Regions from separate parts of the Mus musculus genome. Here regions 2, 3 and 4 are each linked to region 1. A link is a contact called in public Hi-C and promoter capture Hi-C data. All regions are on one chromosome and are shown on one strand. The core of a region is the stretch at or near the end of the contact, and the rest is flanking DNA. Distances in the headings are between cores, read along the strand shown.

Region 1 (2,782 bases), core at 205-2,704:
CTTCTAGAAAATAAGCCTTATGTTTGAAAGCCAACTTGATTTATAAAGAAGTACTCAGAACTCTTTAAAGGGAAATGTTTTCTTTGTATGATAGAAGTCATTGTCTTTAATTTTTAAAACTTATTTTCATTTATTTTATTTTTATTTATTTTTTAAGACAAGGTTTCTGTCCTGGAACTTGCTCTGTAGACCAGGCTGCCTCTGCCTCCTGAGTGCTGGGATTAAAGGTGTATGCCGCCACCACCTGACTTAAAAAAGATTATTATTGAGCGCGTGCATATGTGTGTGTGTGTGTGTGTGTGTGTGTGTGTGTGTGTGTGTGTGTGTATGTACACATGAGGACACATGCTTGTGGCACAGGGCACATGTGGAGGTCAGAAGCTAGCTTGTGGGATTCAGTTTTCTACTTGCAGTATGTGGGTCCCAGGGATTGAACTTAGGTAGCCAGGCTTGGTAGGAGCAAGCACCACTACTTTCTGAAACATCTGCCTCAGAGTTATTGTTGGTGATATTCTCCTTTAATGGAAGTTGTTACTATTGATTTTGTGCTTTTAATTTTCTACATCTAGGCTGGGGATGTAGTTGACTGTGCCCAGCACCATATATAACTGGGCATGGAGGCACATGTTTGTAATCTCAGCACTTGGGAAACCGAGGCAGAGGCCGGAGTTCAAGGTCATTTTTGGTTATGCAAGCAGTTTGAAGCTGGCCTGGGATGCATGAGACCTGTCTCAAAAATAAACACCGTATTTAAATGGAAAGGCGCATCTAGGCCTCAGTTCTATAACAAAGTCCTACGACCCTGGCACTGTGAACTTTAGGAACACTACAACTGCCCAAAGATTCTAAAACCTTAAAGAAAGAAGGGTGGGGAGAATAGAAAGCATAGGAAACTAGGTTGTGAACAGATTTCTTTAAAACTCTGTTGGAATGTCAAGTATGATGTCTCAATGGGGAATGACACTTGCTGCCAAAAATGGTCACCCAAGTTTGATCCTGGGAGCTGCATAGGAAGAGAGAACTGATCCCCAAAAGTTGTCTCCTGATGTCCATGAGTACTGTAATATGCATTTGAATTCTAGTCCCCATAAATAAATGTAATTAAAAATTTTTAAATACCATTAGAAGGTAAAAATACTCAGAAATGAAAAGACTCCCACACTGGAAAGAAAGTATTAATGAAAAAAATTTAAAATGTATAAAATAAATAGAATCCTATGACATAGAATTCAATACAGATAAAACAGGAACTGCCTTCTGTGTTATTCACATACAAGTTAGGGGCAGATCGAATGTCTGTCTTCCCAAAGAGATTTTATGTTTGAGTCCTAAATTTCAGAGTGATGTCAGGAGGAAGTAGGACCTTTAGGAGGGAATTACTTCATGAGAGTGGAGCCCTGATAGTGGCCTGAGTGGTCCTAGTCAAGACACCAGTGAGCCAGAAAGAGGAACTAACCAAAGGCTTCCAGCGTGCATACACTGAATTGAAACATTCTTTCGGCAGAGAGAAGGCAACTCCTAAGAGTCAGGAAGCTCATAAAGCTACCGAGACTCTGACCTACCCTGAGGCTATATAAGCAGTAAAAAAGAATTACTTGGGGGCTGAGTGAAAAGAAGAGAGAGAGAGAGAGAGAGAGAGAGAGAGAGAGAGAGAGAGGCTCTTTAATTGAGGTACTTATAGATCACAAGTTTCAAGGATGCAGCTTTCCCGGATTCATCGCCCATTTATTTCGGTGATCCAGTGGCCTTTGAGTCATCCATGGTTCTGTATACAGCCCCTTATCCATGATCCTATAAATAAGCTAATGAACTCACTGCTCCACTGAGCTGGCTGTGAATGGAATCTTTCCTTTGGTCTATTGTCTGTACTCTGACAGATGGCTAGACATGGGTTTATGTCTGAAAAGCCATATAACAGCAACCTATTCTAACTCCTTAGTCCCTAGAACTGAGAAATAAATTTCTGGTTTGTTTTGCTTTTGTAGTTTTGTTTTGTTTGAGACAGGGTTTCTCTGTGTAGCCCTGGCTGTCCTGGAACTTGTGATACAGACCAGGCTGGTCTTGAACTCACAGAGATCTGCCTGCCCCTGTCTCCCAAGTGCTGGGATTAAGTGCATGCAACATTGCCGCCTGACTTAAATTTCTGTTCTTTATTATCTCACTCACTCGCTATATGGATTTTATTGTGACAGTAGAAATTAAGACACACATGTGCACACACAAACACACACAAACACACACAAACACACACACACACACACACACACACACACACACACACACTCTCGGTACAACCTAACTAGCTAATTTGCGTATTTAAATTTATGTAAATGAATGTTTTGCCTACATGTACGTCTACCACATGCATGCAGTCCTAGCTGAGGCCAGAAGAGGATGTCAGATCTCCTAATACTGAAGTTTCAGATGGTTGTGAGCTCCTATGCGAGTGCCAGGAATCAAGTCTTCTGGAAGAGCAGTCAGTGCTCTTAACTACTGAGCCATCTCTCCAGCCCCTAATTTACAATTTAAACATGATTATACTAATACTGTCATTAGTCAGCTGGATGGGGTGTTACATACTATGGGATCCTGGGAAGCTAAAGTAGGAGTTCAAGACCAGCTTACACTACATAGTAAGTTCTAACAGTATAACAAGACTGCCTCAAAAATATGTGTACACGATATTGATATTTATAGAAATCATATATGATTATTACAAAACATTGAGGCAGTACAAATAAAATAGTAGGTTGACCAGACATTTCATTTTTATCGTTGTGCT
Region 2 (2,700 bases), core at 52-2,551, 350 kb after region 1:
ACTCAGATAATAGGGTTTCAAATGGCTAATGATGTTTCTATTAATGACATAAAAGTTAATATTCTCATTATGAAATCAACTTGAGCCTAGGTATATTCTTGCTGTTTTGAATTCACTTGATACTATTTTTCTTGTTGAATCTCTTGTAATTTTTATGACTTTATAAATGTAAAGCTGTTGCCCCAAAGTGTAAATTTCCATGCTGTGCACTTCTTGTAACATTTTCTTCTGACATTAACTGTTTACCCACCTGTTATTCCTAGCCTGTTGGTCCTCTGCAGTCCTCTTCTCAGCCTGTTCAGTGCTCTCCAGCCCCCTACCCATCCCCGCTCCTGCCAGTCTCACCCACCCAGCAGTACTCCGTGGTACTGTATCTCCTTTCACCTCACTGTTACTATGGGCATTGTGTGATGAATGCTTCAGACTGTGCTCAGTGTGATTTGCTCTTTTACAGGAAGTTACATAGGTAACAAAGGTTTTTTCTAATTCTTATTAATAATAATTTATTCCTTTTCATAAGACAGTGATTATATCAACTTATAGTAACTATAAAAGACTTAATATTATTCCTATTTTTCAGAAGGGAAGTTTTCAGGTTGAATGTTCTGAACTAAGTAGTCTCAGATAGTTTAGTTTGTTTTTTTTAAATCGAAGTCAGTTTTGAGTCTATGTAGTCCTGGAGGGCAGTGTCATAGAGTTCTAATTAAAACACCATTACTAAGATCAAGATGGGAGGAAAGAGTTTATTTCATCTTACCTCAGGAGTCTAACTATATTTCTGTGGGAAGTCAGGGCATGAACTCAGGGCAAGAAACTGTAGGTAGGAGCTGAAGTGGAGGCCATGCAGGGCTGCTGCTCATTGGCTTGATACTCATGCCTTACTCAGCCTGCTTTCTTATACAACCCAAGAATACGTACTTGCCCGGTGGTGGCATCGCCCACAATGGGCTGGCCCTTATGACATCAATCACTATTTAAGAAAACATACCACAGACTTGCTGACAGGTTAGTCTTACTGAGGCTTTTTCTTTTTTTTTTTTAAAAGATTGATTGATTGATTGGTTGATTGATTGTTTGATTGATTGATTTGGTGTATATGAGTACACTGTCTTCAGAAACACTAAAATAGGGTATTGGATCCCATTACAGATGGTTGTGAGCCACCATGTGGTTGCTGGGAAATGAACTCGGGACCTCTGAAAGAGCAGTCAGTGCTCTTAACTGCTGAGTCATCTCTCCAGCCCCATTAAGTCATTTTCTTAATGAGAGTCCATCTTCCCATGTGACTCTAGTTTGTGTTGTGTTGACATAACTCTAGTGAGAACAGGCAGCTTTCCTTTTTAAGTACTAGTTAGGTACAGTAGGTCAGAAGCAGTTACTTTCGATGGATTGCAGCATGTAGCTATAGAGAACTTCTGACTTTATCAGAGGTCACTTGACACTTAATTTCTTACTGTAAGATAATACCCTTAATCCAAAGTATGCCCTGAATTATAGTTGTCAGGGTCTGTGAGATCAGGCCCGCACTGCAAGTAATTAGCTTTGTGATGTTAAAACATTGCATCTTTTCCCATACATGAACTAGCTTCTACTTTTAAAAAAATTTGCTTTCTTTAAAGTGAACTTCCTGAAAAACTTGCTTGTTTTTAACTAGGGATATTCTATGTTGACCTGTCCTATGTTGGATGCTTTTGCTTTGAATTGAGGAGACAATATTTATCAGCTTAATCTCTCAATGATTTTATGAAATAACTTTCAGCCTACAAGAAAGAGAAACATGAGGCTGGAGAGGTGGCCCTTTGGTTAAGAGTACTAGCTGCTCTTCAGAGGACCAGGGTTCAGTCTCCAGCACCCACGTGGTAGCCCACAATGCCTTTAATTCCAGTTCTAGGGAAGTCTGACACCCTCACACCCATGCACATGAAATAAAACTGTTATTAAAAAAGGAAACATTATCTTTTATGAATGGCTCTTGTACTTATACTACTTTTTTAATATTTAGCCATATTATTTTGTAATTTAGAACTAGGAGTATTTTCATATATAAGAAGCCGTTTCCATATATTCTAAGTCTGTTGCTTCCTAAGAGCGGGCATTTCATTTTAACCCTATGCTGTCATTTGGGTGACCAATAAGAGATCATGCTTAGGCTGTCGAGTTAGGAGCTATCTGTCGTATGGCACATAACTCATAGCCTTGGCTGTAGTCCACTGGTTGCTTAGCAACGATCCAGAAACAGGACGCTTTGATATAAAGTATCCTCCTGTTTACATTGAGCGGCAGACTGAGAAATTATGCCTATATTATTTTTTGACATATTAAAAAAAGGGAATGACTAGTTAGATTTTGATAGTTGGAAATGCAGAAGAGAAGAGCTATTTAAAAGTCATTTCTCACAGAAAATACTAAATATGTAATATAAAAATGTCCAGGTTTGCTTCTGAACCCAAGTCAACATTTAAACTTCATTAAATACATGTAGCTTTGTTTTTTAAACTGAAAAATGCACTCTCATCTTTTTCTCATGCTATGATTTCCACTAGGTATATTTTATAAATAATATGTAATATCATTATATCTTCCCTCCTACATAGGAGTTCTCATTTTCTTGAACCTGCTGTCTTATATCTTATCTGTTATACATGCATGTGATGCCCATACATATACTGCTACAGCTTGCTTACAAATATATAAAGTGTA
Region 3 (2,700 bases), core at 198-2,697, 490 kb after region 1:
TAATTTCAATGTGAAGGCCCTACCAAAAAGATCTTGTCAGTGAGTGGGCAAGAATTTCTACATAGGGATACTCACTGCAACACAATTAGTTTGTTAATGGTGAAGACTGTGGGAAGAATTGTGACTTGTAACCTTCCCTTCAAAGGATACAAAAAGACAGTTGCATAGACTTGACCCTCAGGAAGGGTTTTAGAAGATAGTTTTCAAGAGACTGAAGAGACCCTCAGCAGTTAAGAGCACTGGCAGTTCTTCCAGAGGACTCAGGTCTGATTCCTAACATCCACATGGCAGTTCACAACCCTTTGTAACTCCAGTTCCAGGGGATCCAAGGGCACAGTCACCCTTATGGTGCTCAGACATACATGCAGACAAAACACCCATATACATAAAATAAAACCACACACACACACAGATAATTCACGTGCACTTAGGATATGACTTAGTGGTTGCCTGACATGCACAAGCCCTGGGTTTTAGCCTATCACTGAATAAAACTGGATGTGGTGGCATCTGCCTGTCATCTCAGAATTCAGGAGGTGAAGGAAGATAAGAGGTTCAAAGCTATCTCCTGACCACACAGTGAGCCAGCCTAGGCTACAAGAGATATTATCTCAAAGGAAGAGAAAAGATGTTTCAGACAAATGCAGGACACATTTGTGTCCCCTTTGGAAATGTTCACATTACAGATTCTCAGCAGTGCTTAGATCTGGTGGTGGGTGGGTGTGGGTGGGGATCTCCTGGAAGCGCACAGTTGGGAGGGAACATCACCATGTCAGTGTGTACTCACCCTGAGAAGAGTACTTTCTGTGGTAAACGTCAAAGGCTTTCCTGTGGGCATCGCTGAGGGTTTGGAGACCAGAAGCTTTCAAATGCTGGTGGGGAAGACCCATGATCACTTTCTCCAAGTCACTGAAGGTGAACCAGATCTCAACAAGGTCCCCAAAGGACTGAAAAGCCAATGTGGCATAATCAGCAAAGAGGTCAGCAAAGCCCCCGTCTCTCTGGATGGTGCTGGTAGGTGGCATCTGGTGGAACAGGACCACCATGGGCTGAAGCTGGGCATCCTTCAGGGACTGGAGGAGTTGTCGGTAGCACTGCACTGCTTCCTGGTCTGGATTCTTGGAGCTTCCTTTTGGGAGAAGTTGTGCCCATGACAGAAGTACTTTGTAATGGGTAACCTGGCTGGCCCGAAGACTGCTGAAGTACTGAGGCAAGAAGGAGGGCAGTGGCTGCTGGCAGACATAGATGTCAGTATCACCAGCTACCAAATCAGAGCCCTGCTTTCCCAGCGGATGGTTCAGATTGTGCACTAAGTCATTTGTTAGAGGACCAGCAGCTGAAATAAAATTTCTGTCAGATTCCCAGTCATTCCCCTGGCATGAAAGACCCAGGAGGAAGGTACTGAGGAAGAGTGCTGTCCAAGGCAGCTCCATGGTCAAGGAACTGCTAGAACGGTGTGGAAGGAATCCTGACTTTATGAGCACAGCCAAGGCTGTAAAATACAGTGATTATCCATACAATATTTAACTGGGTTATCTAGGACAGATAAATCAGAACTTGGATCAACTGGTATAACCTTCAAGGGGGAAAGTGTTCCATGTTTGTATATACATGTTTGTGTACTTGTGTGCACACACAGGCCAGAGGTAGATCTTGGCTGTCTTCCCCAACTGCTAGTTCCAGGGAACTGTCTGTCTCAGCCTCTTCAGTGCAGAATTACAGACGTTCGTCATCACAATGGAAGAAAGAAAAGGAAAACATGGGAACTTGAATAGCAGTGCTCGTCTTTAACTCGGCCAGCACTCAGGAGGTTGGGGTAAGCGGATCTCTTAAGTTTGAGGCCAGCCTAGCTTACATAGTGAGTTTCAGGCCAGCCAGAGCTAGTGAGACCCTGTCTAGAAAAAGCAAAAGTTTGACAGGGGTGGCAGTGGAAAGTTGGCCCCGTGACTTAAGAGTACTTGCTGCTTTTGCAAAGGATACAGGCTTGGTTTCTAGTATCCAAAAGGTGACTCACAAAGGGATCTGAGGCCTTCCTCTGACCACAGGCACCAGGCATGCATGGTACATATACATACGTGCAGGCAAAACACTCACACACATAAATCAATCTTGTAAAGGGGGGAAGCAACCCTTCTCTGTATACATGTGCACATAGTATGAGTGCATGAATGTGTGTATGTGTGTGTGTGTGGAGTAGGGACAGCTTTGGGAAGGCATTGTTCATCTTTCATTTTTACTTAAAAATGAAAAAAAAAATGTGTATGCATGAGCTCTACAACACCCATGAGGTCAGCTGGGTCTTTTTCTTCCATGTCAGTCCTTAGGAGCAAACTCAGGTCCTCAGGCTTGCATAAGTGCCTCAGCAGAAGTCTCATAGGCCCCCTTGCTTTCAAGCTGGGTCTTTCACTGGCTTGGAATTGGTTTTGTAGGATAGGCTGGTCTACATCTCTTCTTCCCCAGTGCAGGGATTCCAAGCATGGACTACCACATTCAAGTTTATGTGCCTTTTTTCCACACTCAGTTCCTCATGTTTGAGGGTCAAGTACTTTAACGACTGAGCTATCTCAGCAGCCAATATAGTAAGTATCAAGTTTTCATATCACATTAAAATACAATAAGGAGTTGAAAGTGTCTTTGATGACACACTGTGAGGTCAGGTGTAGTGGGGATTTCTTTATTCCTACTGCTAGGGAGGCAGGG
Region 4 (2,779 bases), core at 254-2,753, 340 kb before region 1:
AGGGAGATGAGGTCATGCTCTGTGACAGTCCTCGTCAAATTGACACCGTCTAGCACCATTGGACAAGGAAGTCTCAATGAGGGATGGTCTAGATCAGGTTGCCCTGTGGGTTTGTGGAGAATCGTGCCTATTGACTTGATTCTTGCAGGAAGAATGCCTAAAAGGGAGTGGCCCCGCTCCTTGGATTCGGACACTCAGCTGCAGAGAGTAGAGAAAGCTAGCCGGCATCTAATGAGCAAGCATGCGTTCATTCTCTCTGCCCTTGACTATGCTTGTATTGTGATAAGCTGCTACAAATTCCTGCCTTGACTTCCCTGAGACGATGCTGGAAGTCTAAGCCCAAATAACCTTTCTCCCCTAAGTTGGCTTTTGTCTGGATATTTTACCATAGCCACAGTCTTCATGATCATGGGCGGGTCTGGGGGACACCACAGGCAGGCTTCAGGCTTTCTCACAGCAGAGGTGGGGACAGCAGAAGGTGGTTTTGACTACCCTGTGACTCCTCCAGGCACCCCGGGGGTGAAAACAGGATGAGGGAGGCACAGAACCTGTAGCTTAGAGACACCAAGGCCCCACCAGGCTCTGTGCTCATTTGATTTAAGAACCTGGGCCACAGCTATGTCCCCAAGAGAAAGATGTCTCAACCTCCAATCCATTTGACTGATGTTTGGTTTGGTTTTTGAGGCAGGATCTCATGTAGCCTATGCAGGCCTGGAACTTACTAAGAAGCCAAGGATAACCTTGAATTTATGGTCCCCCTGCCTCCACCTCTCTAATGCTGCGACGATAGACAGGTGTGCACCACTACACCCAGATGATGCCCTACTGAGGCTCAACCCCCAAGCCTTGTACATGCCGGGCAAGCACTCTATAAACTCTTTAAACTATAGCTCCATCTCTTTCCTTCATAAAATAAAAGACCAGGTATGGTGGCACACTCCTGTAATCCCAACACACATGAGTGTAAAACAGGAGGAAAGAAAGTGTAGGGTCAGCCTGAGCTACATGACCCTGTCTTAGGAAACCAAAAGGAACCTAGCCATTTCTGCTCTATTTTATGTCATTTGACTCAGGGTGGTAGACACTAGCTCCAAGTTTCATGAAGTAGGCAGTTTGGGGAATAGGGATGGGGTGAATGGGTCCCCTCATCATTGAATTCATCTGCAAGACCTCAGCATCTAACAGCATCCAGGCAGGACCTTTCTTGTCTCCGAGCTCAGCCATCAGACAGTGTATGCCCGCACCACTCACCGTCTGTGATGAGAGCCCTGCTTGTCAGGACCTTCCCCAGCATAAACTTCAGCACAGCCAGTACGCTGCAAAGGATCCCGCTTAGAATGGAGACGCTGAACAGGAAATCATCCTAGGAGAGAGCAGTCCAGATTTTGACATGTTATCTCTTGCTGGAACAATCATCTCAAGACCCCTTGTCACAGCTGCCTGCTTTGTGCCAGGAGCAGGTAGCCAGTCAGGCAAGCTACCACCAGGTGGCGGTATACCGCCAGTGTTCGCCTGTGTGACTGGCGTTGAGACGATGATTAAAAGCAGCCAGACTAATATTTACAAAGCCATTATGTATTCCCTCTCTTCTTACTATTCTGCTAAAACACACAGCAATCATTGATTGTCAACAGGGTTGATGATAATGCCAAGAACAATGGCTAAGCAATATTCTACTGATAATTCACAAAGCATCCAATTGAGAGTTTTAGAGCCACATCACGGCCCAAGAATCCTTTCTCACTGGATTAGCCACAGAATCACTTACGGCTAGAGATACTTAAAACACAGTGTGTTTTTTTTTTTTTCGTTCACACAATTGAGATTTCAAAGATAGTCTTCAAGGTAAGAAAAAGTGGTGCCTAAAAATAGTCCACTGTTGACGTGATGTTAGCACTGCCCGTAGGTGCTGCGTTAACGTTTGCAAGCAAATGGGTGAGTCACTTGTGCGAAGCTGGAGTCTTCACTGCTATCTCTCGACAGCAGGCCCCTTGAGACTTCCTTTGTGCGCCCACGCGCTGCCACGCGCTGCCACGCGCTGCTCCCCTGAGACCCAGCCACCAGGTTCTCCCGAATTAAAATGCACCTGCCAGCAGAAATCCAACACGGTAGCAGATATCCACGGAGAAATAGGATCTTCCTAAAGCATTTTATTAATAAATTTGCTATCCCAGTGACAGACGCAGGGACAAAGGAGACAGCTTGGTTTGCCAGGCCTAAAACTTAACTAAATCATTTAGAAAATCACCTCTCCAGGCTTGTGGTCTCTGTACAGTTTGAGCATCGCTCACAAGACACCCACCAATGGCAGGGGGCAGCTCTGCCGGCATGTGCTCACAAATTCTCATCCACTCTTTCATCTAGGAAGGTCAATCAGCCCCAGGTCACCAGCTCTCCTTGAACTTGAGCTGAACCTAGAGCATCTAAACTGCAGATATAACAGGAAAAGGGAGACTGAGGCAGCTGAGATTGTTCAAGGTGACAGTGCTTGCTGCTAGGCCGGCTGATGCGAGATCAATCCCTGGGACTCACATGGTGAAGGAGGGAACTCACTACCCTGAGCTGTCCTTGACCCTCCAACCATGCTGTGGCAAGTGTACATGCATCCTGGAATGTGAGTGCGTCATACACACACATAGACACACATAGACACACACCCTCACACACATAAGCATACACACTAAAATTAAAATCTAATTTAAAAAATTAAAGAAATGGGGAAATGGTAACATTAAATGGTTTAAACCCACCAAACACCATCTATTCAAGTTAACAAAAG

Evidence for each region. Promoter capture Hi-C pulls out the DNA fragments that hold promoters and counts their contacts. A called contact is a pair of places that touch in the nucleus more often than the background predicts.
Region 2: a contact with region 1 is called in a promoter capture Hi-C map of the HPC-7 cell line. The contact joins two enhancer-like sites. A contact is called at or near these places in 9 of 39 promoter capture datasets (3T3-L1-derived adipocytes, the C10 cell line, the HPC-7 cell line and 7 more), 1 of 15 datasets of contacts at CTCF or cohesin (pro-B cells), 8 of 484 Hi-C or Micro-C datasets (3T3-L1-derived adipocytes, the C10 cell line, the G1E-ER4 cell line and 5 more), 3 of 115 datasets of contacts at active chromatin or transcription factors (T-cell acute lymphoblastic leukemia, embryonic stem cells and large pre-B cells) and 5 of 9 other capture datasets (adipose tissue, embryonic stem cells, liver and 2 more).
Region 3: a promoter capture Hi-C map of the HPC-7 cell line shows a contact between it and region 1. The contact joins the promoter of Lct here to the enhancer-like site in region 1. A contact is called at or near these places in 14 of 39 promoter capture datasets (the 3T3-L1 cell line, 3T3-L1-derived adipocytes, the C10 cell line and 9 more), 5 of 484 Hi-C or Micro-C datasets (the Ba/F3 cell line, the P5424 cell line, Th1 cells and 2 more), 3 of 115 datasets of contacts at active chromatin or transcription factors (T-cell acute lymphoblastic leukemia, embryonic stem cells and large pre-B cells) and 2 of 9 other capture datasets (adipose tissue and embryonic stem cells).
Region 4: a contact with region 1 is called in a Hi-C map of B cells, with 2.5 times the contacts expected there. The contact joins two enhancer-like sites. A contact is called at or near these places in 7 of 39 promoter capture datasets (the 3T3-L1 cell line, embryonic stem cells, hippocampal neurons and 3 more), 1 of 15 datasets of contacts at CTCF or cohesin (embryonic stem cells), 33 of 484 Hi-C or Micro-C datasets (B cells, the Ba/F3 cell line, the G1E-ER4 cell line and 15 more), 5 of 115 datasets of contacts at active chromatin or transcription factors (T-cell acute lymphoblastic leukemia, astrocytes, embryonic basal ganglia and 1 more) and 2 of 9 other capture datasets (embryonic stem cells and liver).

What each region holds. Positions count from the first base shown.
Region 1 is chr1:127,835,382-127,838,163 of GRCm38.p6, forward strand. The region is part of intron 6 of Map3k19 (mitogen-activated protein kinase kinase kinase 19); the gene reads right to left. Among named protein-coding and RNA genes, the nearest start is that of Map3k19, 18 kb to the right of the region's middle. Within about 2 kb of position 1,455, at least 35 of the 459 cell types and tissues checked have an H3K27ac peak or open chromatin away from gene starts, as enhancers often do. A contact at or near this core is called in B cells, the Ba/F3 cell line, the HPC-7 cell line and 1 more, where this site is marked.
Region 2 is chr1:128,190,375-128,193,074 of GRCm38.p6, forward strand. R3hdm1 (R3H domain containing 1) reads left to right here. Exons shown (of 27, transcript NM_181750.2): 17 at 264-365. Among named protein-coding and RNA genes, the nearest start is that of Mir128-1, 11 kb to the right of the region's middle. Within about 2 kb of position 1,302, at least 8 of the 459 cell types and tissues checked have an H3K27ac peak or open chromatin away from gene starts, as enhancers often do. A contact at or near this core is called in the HPC-7 cell line, where this site is marked.
Region 3 is chr1:128,326,871-128,329,570 of GRCm38.p6, forward strand. It overlaps Lct (lactase), which reads right to left and starts at 1,448. Exons shown (of 17, transcript NM_001081078.2): 1 at 788-1,448. The coding sequence starts at 1,433.
Region 4 is chr1:127,498,933-127,501,711 of GRCm38.p6, forward strand. It overlaps Tmem163 (transmembrane protein 163), which reads right to left. Exons shown (of 8, transcript NM_028135.2): 6 at 1,252-1,363. Among named protein-coding and RNA genes, the nearest start is that of Gm41947, 21 kb to the left of the region's middle. Within about 2 kb of position 1,504, at least 20 of the 459 cell types and tissues checked have an H3K27ac peak or open chromatin away from gene starts, as enhancers often do. A contact at or near this core is called in B cells, where this site is marked.